2 separate regions of the Gossypium hirsutum genome follow, and region 2 is linked to region 1. The links are chromatin contacts, called in public Hi-C maps. All regions are on one chromosome and are shown on one strand. The core of a region is the stretch at or near the end of the contact, and the rest is flanking DNA. Distances in the headings are between cores, read along the strand shown.

Evidence for each region. Hi-C and Micro-C count contacts between places; a contact is called where the count stands out from the background.
Region 2: a Hi-C map of leaf shows a contact between it and region 1, with 1.8 times the contacts expected there. The contact joins the promoter of LOC107933520 here to the promoter of LOC107938163 in region 1. A contact is called at or near these places in 3 of 34 Hi-C or Micro-C datasets (all in leaf).

Annotation. Positions count from the first base shown.
Region 1 is chrA08:101,785,732-101,792,705 of Gossypium_hirsutum_v2.1, forward strand. LOC107938163 (protein TSS) reads right to left here and starts at 4,997. Exons shown (of 27, transcript XM_041074598.1): 1 at 4,760-4,997; 2 at 4,388-4,531; 3 at 4,217-4,278; 4 at 3,546-3,638; 5 at 2,966-3,038; 6 at 2,462-2,779; 7 at 2,285-2,352; 8 at 2,060-2,191. The coding sequence starts at 4,448.
Region 2 is chrA08:102,071,601-102,078,487 of Gossypium_hirsutum_v2.1, forward strand. It overlaps LOC107933520 (abscisic acid receptor PYL9), which reads left to right and starts at 5,469. Exons shown (of 4, transcript XM_016865752.2): 1 at 5,469-5,621; 2 at 5,722-5,908; 3 at 6,318-6,533; 4 at 6,608-6,887. The coding sequence starts at 5,783. The coding sequence ends at 6,826.

The DNA.
Region 1 (6,974 bases), core at 3,747-6,246:
TATTCTTATCAGGGTATTAACATGAGGAAATATTATCAAAAGAGGAAACATGAAAAAGGTACGAGTTAATATATGCTATAAAGTTTAAATGAACATAAAATATGAATTAAAAAAGTGAGAGTTTCTGGATTTTATGGAATGGAAATCAGGAAGTAAATTTAATTGAATGGTATACATCATTCAAAGAGAAGCCATTACTTAACACAAATGAAGTTAAAACAAGTCATAAATATATTCCCGCCAAAAAAGAAGTCCGAAAAACATTACAAAAAGAAAGGCAGCAGCTACTCAATATAATTAAAATTTCAAATAACTTAAATTCAAAATAATTCAAACCCATAAAATAATTAAAAAAAATTCAAATCCATTCAACTCAATTTAATCCGATCTAAAATTACTAAATCCGTCCTATTCGCAAGTTTAACTGAAATCCATGTCGAGTAATTACAACAATGTAATATTTTAGTCATGCCAACAAATCATCTAGTTACCTCGAAAATCACATACTTAAGGTTTTCCTTTTCGCAGACTATTGAAATATCTCTCATCAATTTAAACCATAAAAGTCAAGCCAATGCAATAGCTTATATCGACAAGATCCACACGACAGAAATTAAAACATAAAGCTTTGACCTTTGAGTACCGAACACAACTCCAAATCCAAATTTACTGCTTTCGAATTTCAAAAATCAATTATCACATATCAACAGTTGCACTAAAAGCTTAAAAACACCATAAATATCGCAAAAGTTTCTTTTAACCAAGCATATTATATCTCCAAGTCAAATACTTCTCATCAATATGATAAATGTCAAGTCAATACAAGTTTCACCCCTCACAATTTCTAACATAAAATTTTGATACCCAACTTAACTCCAAATCGAAATACTATGGCTTTCAAATTTAAAAGATCAATTATTACATAACAGTTGCACTTGAAGCTTATATACATCATAAATATCCCAAAATTTTCTTTTAACCAAATATATTATCATCTCCAAAGTCAAAGTCAAAATCTATATACCATAAGGAAATCCAGTTAAAGAGATCTCAACTAATAACTCCCCCTGCTAGAAATCATATTACATGAACAAGATGACGAAAACCAACCAAATGTATGACTTGAGATCACACTTACCACCAAATGTGCATAACTATCATTAATAATTGATCTTACCATCAAATTTATTTTAAGCAGCATAGATTTCTGTAACACAAAATACCCAATCAAAAATGAACTTCCATATAAAATGTTCCGATAATCGTGACTTCAGCTTCTATACGAAGAAAGCACAACATATGGCATGTACCAGAATAAGTAATATTCTCCATTAATTAAACATTCTCCAAATGAACTGATTTATACCTCAATCAAAAACTGTAATCGCAAATAATCAACATGACTATTGAGTATGGAGATGTTCGTTGCACTCCAAAATAGATACTTAAATAATCACGGTTAGATACTTTTTCACCGAAACCAAATCACTCCAAATTAAGCAAATATCCTCTTATGCACCATTACACCGACTAACCATACACTGGTGCAATATAAAAAAAAATCCGCCAAGGCAATTACAAACATTACTACCAAATACCAATAATTAAACATCTCAAATTTTCAAAATCTTATTTCACCTCAACGCCATTTCCCTTGCTTTAGTCCAAAAGAAGCAAATTTTATGCCGGTTACCGAAGACTCAATAAACATCCACCACAGGTCTAAAATCTACATAGATCGGAAATCTAACCCACGTCTATAAGATCTCGAAGGATCAGAATCATTCTCCAGATTGTTCATTCAGTTTAAAACAAATATATATTATGGAAACTCCCATCACATAACTCAACAGACTCTTATTAGCTGATAAACAAACTGCACGACCAAATATTATCATGTTCAACGAGGGAAAACCATTAAAAAGAAGGCATGAAAGACTAATATCTCCAAAACTGGTAAACTCATTAAGAAGGGAATCAAAAGCTTATCACGTTTCAAAGCGTTTTAGATAAGCTGACATAAGTAATAACTTAAAAGAAAGGAAAATGAAAAACTGACCTTATCAAAAGCTTTACTAAGTTGGCGTAACAAATCAACAAGATTGTGACAGAGAATCCGCTGCTTCTCAACGCTATAAAAACCTTTCCGGCATGATTCCACGTGAACCAGCTTTCCATTGCAAAGCTTAATCTGGTCATTATCAAACAAATATATTACAGATACAAGAGAGACCGGAAGACACTGTATTGCCAAGAAGGAGAGGTTCAAGGACGAAGATCTCACGTCAAGGGAGAAGAGATGATCATCGGCTGAGATCTCCTCAACTTGCCGCTTGTTTGCCCTCCTTATAACTGAAAAGGAAAAGGAATAGTCGCTAAGCTAAGTTCAAACCGTACGCGAGGGAGCAAGAGAAAAATGCAAACAAATAAAGACGGAAACAATTATAGAGAGAAACAGTACATTGAAGAGGAGGAGCGAGATGAGAGAGGGAAAAGAAATCGTAGAAAGTGCCGAGGCTAGGGCAAGAATGGCTCATCTCTCCTTCTGCATCTACCGGCACGTCCTTCGTAGAAGATTTCGAAGCCGATTCCTTGTTCGCACCGGAGACGGATTTCTTAGCTGCTGCACAGCCTTTCTCCTGCGCAACCGCCGCATTCTTACTGGCGTCCGGCTTCAGCTGATCTTTGGCGGTGACAGATGAGCCGAAGCTCGCTGTGCAAGCCACAATATCCAGTACCCGTCTAACGTGCGCCCCTGCGCTCTCTTCATCATAATCATCTGGGTTTATTTTTTCAAATTTTAAAACACAGAGAAAGTAGCAGTTAGGTTTTTTTTTTTTTTGGAGGGAAATGAGACTGAAGTCGCGAGAAGCAAAAGTGTCTTTTCAGCGTATATTTTTTGTCTACGTCGTAACTAATCAACGTTTATAAAAATACATTTACATTTTTGCCCTCTTTAGCTTACCTTCCGTTAAGGTTAATACGCACGGTCTGAGCGCCGAAACGTCCACGGTGTCTTTTAACCGCAGCCCTCTTACCTGTAACCGTTAGAACAGAAAAATTTTCATTTTAACCGCGGTTATTACTTATTTTCGAGTTTATAATAAAAACGATAATAATAAATGGAAAACAGGAATATGAAATTTTTAGTATATTAATTAATTTCATTATTATGAATATTTATGAAAACATTAATTTAAATAAATTTTGTATATAGTGCAAAATGAGATGCACCTTTCTTTTCTTCCTCTTCTAAAGAAGACGTAAACAAAATTACAGTCCATTATTTCGGAGACGGAAAATGATGGCCATGATATTTCCAAGAGCTATTTTATCAACTTGAACATGATCTGTGTGTCGTTTCTGCTGTCATATTCTTTTGAAGCTGACATGATTTTTCTGATATTTGGTCGAAAATTTATTAATTTTTAAATTAAATTATATAAAAGGGCCTAATAATTTTTCTAATTATAAAATAAAAAATTTGTAAATTAGTTTACCAAAAATTATTTGTACTAGAAATGCATGTACCCTCACGACCTTACCTCATGGGATAAGGAAAAGTTTGTGATGTTGCAGGCCTCCGTATTCACCGATAAAAGACGACGTACATCTAGTATCCTGTCTGTCGATATCCCCTGCCCATTTTTATTTGCAAATTATAAAATTTACCCCATTTGTAAAAAGAAAATTAAATAATAATGATAATTCTAAAAAAAATTGTAGCGTATTGTTATATCCTGCACATATTTATATATTCAACATATTAGCAACCAACTCCATTTCAAAGGTCGAAAAGATAAATATTATCTATTCTTGGAATATACTAAGTCGCAATTAAATTTAAAATTAAAACGAATTCTATTTTTTTAAATAGAAGATAAATTCTTCCAAATTCCAAACTTCATTTAAAGAAGCTCAACTCAAAATAAAAAATAAAAATTTAAAGCTTAACTGCTTTCCATTTCCATAATTGGTTGAGATATTTAATTTCTGAGAATTGGGACCCAAAGAATTATTAATAAAATGGTTGCTGACGAAAAGACGATTGTGTAGCGAAATCCAGCTCCAAAAGCATGAAAAACGAAAAGAGGCCTCTTAAAATTTAAAAGAAAACGCGCACACATACACGCACATGGTGCCACGATGATAAACAAAATCGCTAAGGGAGGCTCAAGAACATGAAAATGAAAATATTAAAAACACAGGGACCAACCTTGAGAATAACATGAGTTTCATCGGGGAGGTGTACGGTGATGTCCATCACCACCGGCAGAACTGCAAACAAAATGAAAAAAGGCCCGCGCCGGGCAGGGCGGGGCGGGGCGCCGCGGTTAAATTTGAGTAATTTATCAAATACGATTAAGAAATACTAATAGAGTAATACCCTTCTCTTCCTTCTTCTTATTCTCTCCTTTGGCCTTTCCTCGGCTGTTCCTTGGAGCCATTTTCAACCTTGGGGTAGATGGGGATGGGAACTGGGAATTTCTAACTTTAAGCTCTTTTAGATAAGATATTTATAGCTGCACGCCTGTACCAAGAAAATGAATCCTGTTACGTATCGTCATCTTCATAAACAAAAAATTAATCAAACGATAAAACATATTTGTAAAAAGCAGGTTTTGGAGTATAACCCAATTCTTATTTTAATTCCAATATAACATATAAATGGCAGAAACCAATCGAAACTAGCTTTCTATGCAGAATTTTTTTCCCGACGTATATGAACTTTGGAACTAGTTAAGATTTCAATGGTTACCAAGCAGCAGCAGCAGCAAAAAACAGATGATTTTTCCGAGACTTGAAGGTTGAAGAACAGAGATAGAATAGTTTTTTTTAATAAAAAGCTGGAAAAAAGGAAGGTATTTCAGCTATGGGATAACGAAGAGGGCATAACCGTTGAAGCTCTCATCCGCGGTGGGGGCAATAGAAAGAGATGATATAAGAGAGGGTTTTGAGGTATGATAAGGAAGGAAGGGCGGAGATTTAACAGTCAGATGAGTATATCCCATTTTATGGCAGTTTCTGGGCTTATACACTGATAATCACTTTCTGGGAATTTTTAAAAAAAAATTAATTATTATTAGTAGCAGTATATTTTAAAATAGAATTTTTTAATGAAATAATAAAAAATAATAAAATTAATACTGAAATAGGATAAACACCTTATTAATTATCAAACTAGGCCAAATAAACAGTATATATCATCCCACCAATTGCTCCAGCAACCCTCATCTTCCCTATCATCAATGCTTACAAGGACGAAGTCAAAAAAATTTTTTACGGGATTTGGTAAAATTTTAATTTGTTATAGTTTATATCTTTATAATTTGTAAAGAATTAAATTGAATATTTATAATTTTAGAGGGTCAAAGTGTAATTTTATATTTATTAATTTAAAATTTTTAAAAAAATTTAAGAGTAAAAATTAATTTTACATTTTAGGGTGACGGGGCCCATACCAGCTCCTGGCTTCGCCCCTGATTGCTTGAATCATTAAAATTTTAAATATTTAATTTTTTATACCTAGAAAAATATAATTTAAAACGGTGTATTTTTTTCGCCTGAAATACTGGTGCCGCGAATTGCTCAGGTAGCACTTAAAAAAAGTATATAATCTTTTAAATTTTAATGATTCAAGCAATCATTGACGGTAGGAAAATTGAGTGCCACTAATTGTTTAGGCGACATCGATGATATAATGCTCATTTTGCATAGTCTGGTAAATAATAGGATGTTTATCCTATTTTAATATTTATTTTATTATTTTATATTATTTAAGTGAAAAACCCTTTAAAATATAAAAAAATAAATTTACATGTAGTCATTTACATATTAAGTTATTATATATGATGAGGCTAACTAGTTAAAAATATAATAATTATATTTATTTTTAATAAATTTTAAAATCTATATTGTTCCTTTTGTTGTGATTATGTTAGTGTTTTTATTTCTTTTATATTTTTATAAATTAATAAAAATTTATACATGATGAGATTTGAGCTAAATACATTATTCATATCGTTTTTTTCATTTGTCATTTAAACTAAATCAATTTTTAATTTTTATTTAAAATTTTTATAAGTTATGTCTATGTTTTAAATTTTTATATATTTATACATATGAATAATGTTGTTGGTTAAATTGTTGTCGTAAGCCAACTTGACACTAATGCAAGATTGTTGACAATATCATTATAAATAATTTTAATGCATTTAGTATTTTTAATATGATATATTTACATGTTTAATTTTCATTTTATTCATTTAATATAATTTTTTATTTTAAGATTATATACATTTCATGTGTTATTTTTATTAATCAATCTCAAATAATATATTTCATTATTTATTGTATTTATCTTTAAAAATAAATTTATATTTTAAATCGTTATTTTCATGCACATATACATATGATAAATCTTATAATTATTTATAAATTAATAGGGTTGTATTTCAACACAGTTCATTAATAATATCCATTAAATGCAAACTTTAATTTTTATTTTATTGAAAATGCAAGCCTTAATTTTAGAACTCCTAATGTTTAAATAAAGACAAATTCTCTCAACATTATATTTTTTATATCTAAAATATTTGACTCAAAATTTTATTTATATATTATCATAAGTTTTTTTTTCTTTTGAAGACGCTGGGTTTTTTATTAAACTAGGATAAAAAAATAAAAAAAATTTTAAAATAATATAAATAAAAAATTATGTACTAAAATGGTACATTTTTGTATTAAAATAAAAAAATTTTATTTAAAATGGTACATTTTTTAAAGTAAATATATTTTATAGGTCTATGACAGCACCACTCCAAATGTACCATTTTGATACATAATTTTTCATTTGTATTATTTAAAAAAAAAATTGTCCTAATTTAGTAAAAAAACCTGATAGACGCTACTTGATTCAATAAGTTGTTATAATTGTAATATGTTTTTATTCTTTGGGAAAATAATAAAAACTG
Region 2 (6,887 bases), core at 4,219-6,718, 290 kb after region 1:
TAGATTTTACAATTATTACGTAGATTTATAATAAAATTGTGTGCTAAAAATTTATTTAATTAGGTGGAACCATTCGGCGAGTTATGTTGGAATACCCACCTCTCTTTAAGATATGCGGCTTCTATTAGACCAACGGTAGGAAGCACAAGTAAGTATTAAATAAAATATATATACATAATAAAATAGTCATTTCGTATTTAGTATTTAGTATTATGTATTATGTATATAACTAATATTTTTATCATGTTCATATAGTTTCAATGGATACCATATGAGGATCCGGTAATTCAGGCAATAATTCCGGATGATTTTTTTAAAATCTAAAAATTTGGCATGTGAAAGTCTCATTGGTCAACTATGCTATCGTGGAGATGCACTAGTCAGATAGAGTATTGCGGTAATTTGAATTCCGACAATCGATTCTCGTGGAACCTGAGGTGTTTGATGATGAGCACAAAATCGACTTACAGTTATTAAATACAGATTGGCCGAGATACTGGTCAGAATATATCGAAATGTGGGAAAATTGATATGATTATATACCTACTCAGGAACCGATCATCGTTCTAGAGTTAGCATGCGTGCCGAAATACATGGCATGGTTTAGGATCTATGGCAAGCCATATTTACTATCGGAAGAGGAGAGGCGATGGCAAATTTGTGTCCAAAGGAAATGACAGGATACTTTAAATCAAGAAGAAGGGATGACGATGCGAGCTCATCAACAGCGCCCACACAATCATCGGGCCCAACACTTCAACCGACGACACCCATATCACAGCCTTTTTATATTATGCTAGGTGCATATCCTAGCCCTTATATGTATCCTAACTCTTATATGTTTCCTTTTCTCAGTCCTATGGCAAGTTGGGATGTATGGCCTAGTTCATCTCCGTTCTTGATTACTCCGAGTCAACCGCCAATCAATAGGCCGTGTCGCATTAGGGATTGCATGAGGCGCCGTCGGGGAGCCATTCTTTTTACCAATCCCCATCGTCTTATAGGATTCAAACACCTCCGCCATGGGTGATGCAAACACCTCTATATTCATTATTCTATTAAGGTGGGTCATCCTCCCAACATCCACAACCAGATCCCATATCGAAGGAACCACAATCCCCACCAGAGCAACCACAACCCCTGCCGAAAGTTGAACCAATGAGGAATCCAATGTGTAACCGACGACGACCCCCATATGGCACTGATTCTGACCGACACCAACATTGATTTTTTTAATATATTTTTACAAAGTTTTTTTATATTGTTTTATTTAATAAAATAAAAGTTATTTTTAATATTTTCATTGTAATTTACTGTTTATAATTTTAATAAAATAAATGTTCTTTTGAATAAGACAATATTTTTAATATTTTTTATATTTTTAATAAAATATAAATAATGCAACATAATTTTATTACAACAACTATCAGCTATTCCGATTTGGACATGATCGAGTTGTATGGCCTAGGTTCCTACACCATCCGTACAACTTCTGTTGGTTTGTTGTTTCTCGGATATCCATATTGTTACGTATTCTAGTCAAGCAAGGTCAACCCTTTGGTTTGCGACATAATTCTCTATTTGGTAATAGCTTAAACGGAGCAAGAGATACAGATGGTCACTTACATTTATCTGGGATCGGTAGGAATACGTGTCTCCATACGTTGTACATGTATTCTATTTTGTACACTTCGTCTACACAGCTCATGAGATTTAGATGAAGATTTTGACAAATTGCAATTACATGAGCGCATGGATAACGTGTGCGTCAACGTCCCACAGTCGTAGGTCCTATTTCTCAAGTGTACACGATATTTATAATACCTTGGTTCGGTCTGTCAAACTCCATCACACGAAACCATAGGTTGTTGCGATCGTGACATACTGTGTGCATGGTGTTGGCCCATGCCTTTGCCTTGTTAATTTCTTACAATACATTCGCAAACTATGCATGGCCTCCCTGTAATTGCCTTTTATAACTTGCAGCTCGATTTGGAAATAGCATCGCTAAACAAAAATATATCTTTCGCACAATCGATGTTATTGGCAAATGAGTGTTCCTTTTATAACAGAATTTATGCATTCAGTCTCTCGTAAGCCGACGTCGTATGCTTATGTCCACTTTTCGATAGGTATGTTACAGAGGTAGTCTGCACCTTCTTCGTTAACTGAACGCAAAACTACTAACATCTCATGAAATCGGTCCTTACTTATCTCATACCCTGCCAATATAAGTTGATAGTGAAAATTACATACCACTCTTCCATTCAGAATAAATTGAATATTACAAACAAAATTATATTAATAGAGATTAAATACCCATATTGGTCACTTGCCATCGTTCAGTTGTAGATCGATATTGTCTGTAGTAGTTAGACGCAACGTGCCTTAGGCAATACTGATGGTGTGTGCGATGTCATTGGCTTCCCTGTCGCTCAACTGTGGCTAATATTCTAGTGCCCCGATTCGATATAATGTAGATATCAGGTTGGGGGCAGACATGCCTCCTTAACCTAGAAAGAAAGAAATCCCAGTCATTAGCTAACTCCCCAGATGTTATTGCAAACGCAATTGGAAGGATTCTCCCACTACCATCCTGTGCCACAGCTAACAATAATCGATGAGTATATCTACCATACATAAAGGTACCATTAATTTGTACCAATGGCTTGTAGTATAGAAATGCGTCCCGACATTGCTTAAAGCTCCAGAACAGACGCTTGAACACTTGGTATCCACGGAGTAATCGGTCGTTGTAGTACGCAGGTGTCGTTTCAAGGTCTGTTATGCAACCTGGGACAAATCTCTCCAGCACCTGACACCACTGCCACATTTTCTTATATGAAGCATCCCACTTACCATGCATCCCACTTACCATGCATCTTTTCCAACGCCTGCTACTTAGCTATCCAAACCTTGCGGTAAGAAGGCGTATACCTCAATTGGCTATGAATATTGGCAATTAAGACCAGCACTGAAGTCCTTAGATCCTTCTTCACTGTTGGTAGTATTAAGCTAGCTAACATATCTGAATCAATCTTGGGATGATCTTGTGAAACACCTATCAATGAAGTACGTTAAATAATACAACATTACGTAATAACAGTATTATTTAAAAACCCTAAACACCTAATGATACTGTACTGCCAACACATGTATGTGGACCTTTGTACTTTTTTATCTCCCACAAGCCTGTCCTTTTCCTCAATGAGGCCATGATTTTCTATGAACATATATCGTCTTGCGTTGCACACTTGGCCTCAAACTTATCGTATTTGGATTTAACCATGTTTTAGTTAACCCCGTTCATGATGTTATATTGTTTCAATATGCCAAGAAAACTATCCTTATTGGAAAAATCCTTACCAACTTCCAATTGAACCGAATCTAATGACGAACTTGTACGGTTATTACTTCTGTGTGGTAGATCTGAAAACTCCAAAGTATCATCTTGAGATAGATCGACATTATGCATGTGGGCTGGAGGCGAGTACGCCCTGAATTGCAGATCTTCTTATTCTTCATTTGAACCCCCTTTAACATCTTCAGGTATGGTTGGAATAGACTCCGGTTCAGAAAATAATGCAACTTCTGCACCATCGGGGCCGAGCTCTTAAGGTGGATCCATATCGGACTCATCATCTGACCTACCAGCATTTGCAACGAAAGAGGTCCCCTAGCTGGTGGATGTCGTAGGGAGTACATCATCCCTTCTTGTGGACGTTTCATAACATCCCCAATCAGATGTGGATTGCCAACCACTAAAAGTTGATGTCATTCCCAGTACGTATTTCCAGTATCAAACATCGACCCACCAAGGTGCATGTCCCATCCACCAACAGAGTGTCATGCAGGGGTTGTGTATTCCATACTACTACCAAACACGGGCGCTTTCGTGTTTTGCCACCCATTACAGAGTGTCAGGCATGGGTCGTGTATTCCTTTCGAACAGCAGTAGATGTTGAAGTCTCAAATGCATCATTTGGTGATGAAAATTGTACATATAACTCAAGATAGGGTGATTCACTAGCAATATGAGTTTGCACTATTGCCTCCAAGCTACGAGGACCTTTGATGTCGAATGAGTCATATCTCACGGGATCAACCGAAGCACAAAATCGATACTTAATAGACAAAACTTTCATTGGCGTCGTTCCGAAGATTTTACGCCTAATTCTTTTACGAAGTTCTGTCAAATCTATGTCCTGGTTAAAAACCAGTCGTGTTATGCTCTCCGATAAAAAAACAACGCCGTTCTTCGTGTCACGGACCTCACATCATAGTAAATAACAACACTAATACGTTCACTCATCTTCAGTTTCTATTCTACTTTAGCCTCAATTTCTCTTGCTGTAACTTATACAACCTAAGAATGAAATTTGACTTATTTATAGTCTAAGGCCATATAGGAACTACTGTAGCAAAAGAGCGTCCACATGTGAGCTTTTTTCAGTAATTTTGCTGACAGTGCATCATGCTTGAAGCATTTTGGACACCATTTGTTCAGAAACGTCTTCTCAAAATTATTTTTCCATATACTGCTATAGCAAAAGAGCGTCCACGTGGGAGTTTTTTTCAATAATTTTGCTAACAGTGCATCCTGCTTGAAGCGTTTTGGATACTATTTGTTCAGAAACATCTTATCAAAATTATTTTTTCAGATACTACTGTAGCAAAAGAATGTCCACGTGGAAGCTTTTTTTAGTAATTTTACTGATAGTGCATCCATAAACACAATAAAATCCTAAACCTTAAAACCTTAAACTCCAATTTAATTAATTAATCCTAAAACCCTAAACCCTAATTTAATTGATTTTTTAAAATTAATAGTTAATTTAATTAATTAACCATAAACCCCTTATTTAATTAACCTTAAAACCCTAACCTTAAACCCTAAAACCCCAAATCAAGCACAAAAAATCTAACCTTAAAAAAAGAGGCAAAATGCTCCCCCAAGGACGCGTTTTGCTGACACATCCCCTGACTTCGCGCTGACGTGGACGCGCTTTCGGGAAATTCAGACCTTTTCGGTAAATAATAAAAAAATTGGCCTATTTCCGTAAATACTTTTGGAAATGAGGTTTTTTTAATAAATTACCCTAATATTATAATAGTAAAATATTTAAATATTTAAATATTAATTAATTACTTTAATTTTTTAATGGTTGTGAAATATTTTTTTATAATAAGAATTATTTATTTATTTATTTCTCAAAATGGAGTTCACGTTAATTTAATTTAAAAGATTTTGATATGTCAATCAATGAAACTATCCAAGTACGAAAATAGAAAATAGCTGTCACGTTAAAAGATATTAAATGTTTGTGTATGATGCTAGATTAAGGAACATTCACGTGAATTAATTATATAATAAATTTACTAAAATTGATATAAATCTTTTTATGTTTTTTATTTCTATTTTTATGATTTTTAACATGTATTTAAATATAAAATAAGAAAAGTATCTCAAAATATTTGCTATTTTACAAAAATGGAGAGGTAACAGGGTATAGACAAGTGAAGGAAAAGAGAAAAACCTTAATTTAATTACGGAAAGTAAGAGGCTGAGCCTGGTCCCAACCAAATGCCTAAAACCTAAACCAAAAGCAAAAGGCTAAAGAGTAAGGCCCCCTTCCCTTTGTTAACATCCTCACCAAATCTCTTGCTTTTCTTCTCTCTTGCTACTCTCCTCTAATTTTTCACCTTCTGATTTGTTTACAGAGGCAAACAACACAACTCGTTTTTATCCTTATATATCAGTTTGGGACAAAAGGTAGAAGAAATGAACGGTGATGATGCTCACAGTATGATGGAATCCCAGTACATACAGAGACATCACAGGCACAACATCAGAGACGACCAGTGCACCTCTGCTCTTGTTAAACACATCAAAGCCCCTGTTCATCTCGTAAGTTCCTCAGTTTGAGACTCCTCTATAATTTCCCCCCTTTTCCCCATTTTGTTCGTTTTTCTCGCCGCCGTTTAGGCCGTTGACACGTTTTTCTTTCTACTCTCCTATGGATCTGCTGAAACCCAAATCTATTCTCTTTGGTTTGTTACCCAAAATCAAATCAAATCTGTGTTCTTGGTCGAAATTTAACCCCCCCCCCAAAAAAAAGAAAAAAGAAAAGTAAACCTACGAGTATGATGTATTATCTCTGCCTTATTCTATTTTTTTCACGGATAAAAAAGAAAAAAAAAAGAACCCAGACTATTTTAGCCAAGATTATGAATTTCTGTTAACTCGTTGGTTCGTAAAAGTCTGATTTTAACGATGGGTTTGTTGTTCTGTTTCTGTTTTCTTTAACCATGGATAGGTATGGTCATTGGTAAGGCGATTTGACCAGCCTCAAAAGTACAAGCCCTTCGTCAGCAGGTGTATAATGAAAGGGGACCTCGGGATCGGCAGTGTTAGAGAGGTCAACGTCAAGTCCGGACTTCCGGCCACCACCAGCACCGAACGGTTGGAACTTCTCGATGACGAAGAACACATTTTAGGCATCAAAATCGTCGGCGGCGACCACCGTCTCAGGGTACAAAATACTAACATTTCTTTCTTCCTTAACACTTGTTTTCTGTGTCACGGTACTCATTTTGTTGACTGCAGAATTATTCTTCGATCATGACGGTGCATCCCGAGGTAATTGAAGGAAGGCCAGGTACAATGGTGATCGAATCGTTCGTCGTGGATGTGCCGGAAGGGAACACCACGGACGAAACTTGTTACTTCGTGGAAGCTTTGATCCGATGTAACCTGAAATCGTTAGCCGATGTTTCAGAGAGGATGGCTGTGATGGATCAGACACAGCCTATCAACCGATACTAACTGAAAAAGGTGGAATTGTGATGACCAAAAAGAAAAAGACAATCTTTGGAGTTTGTGATAT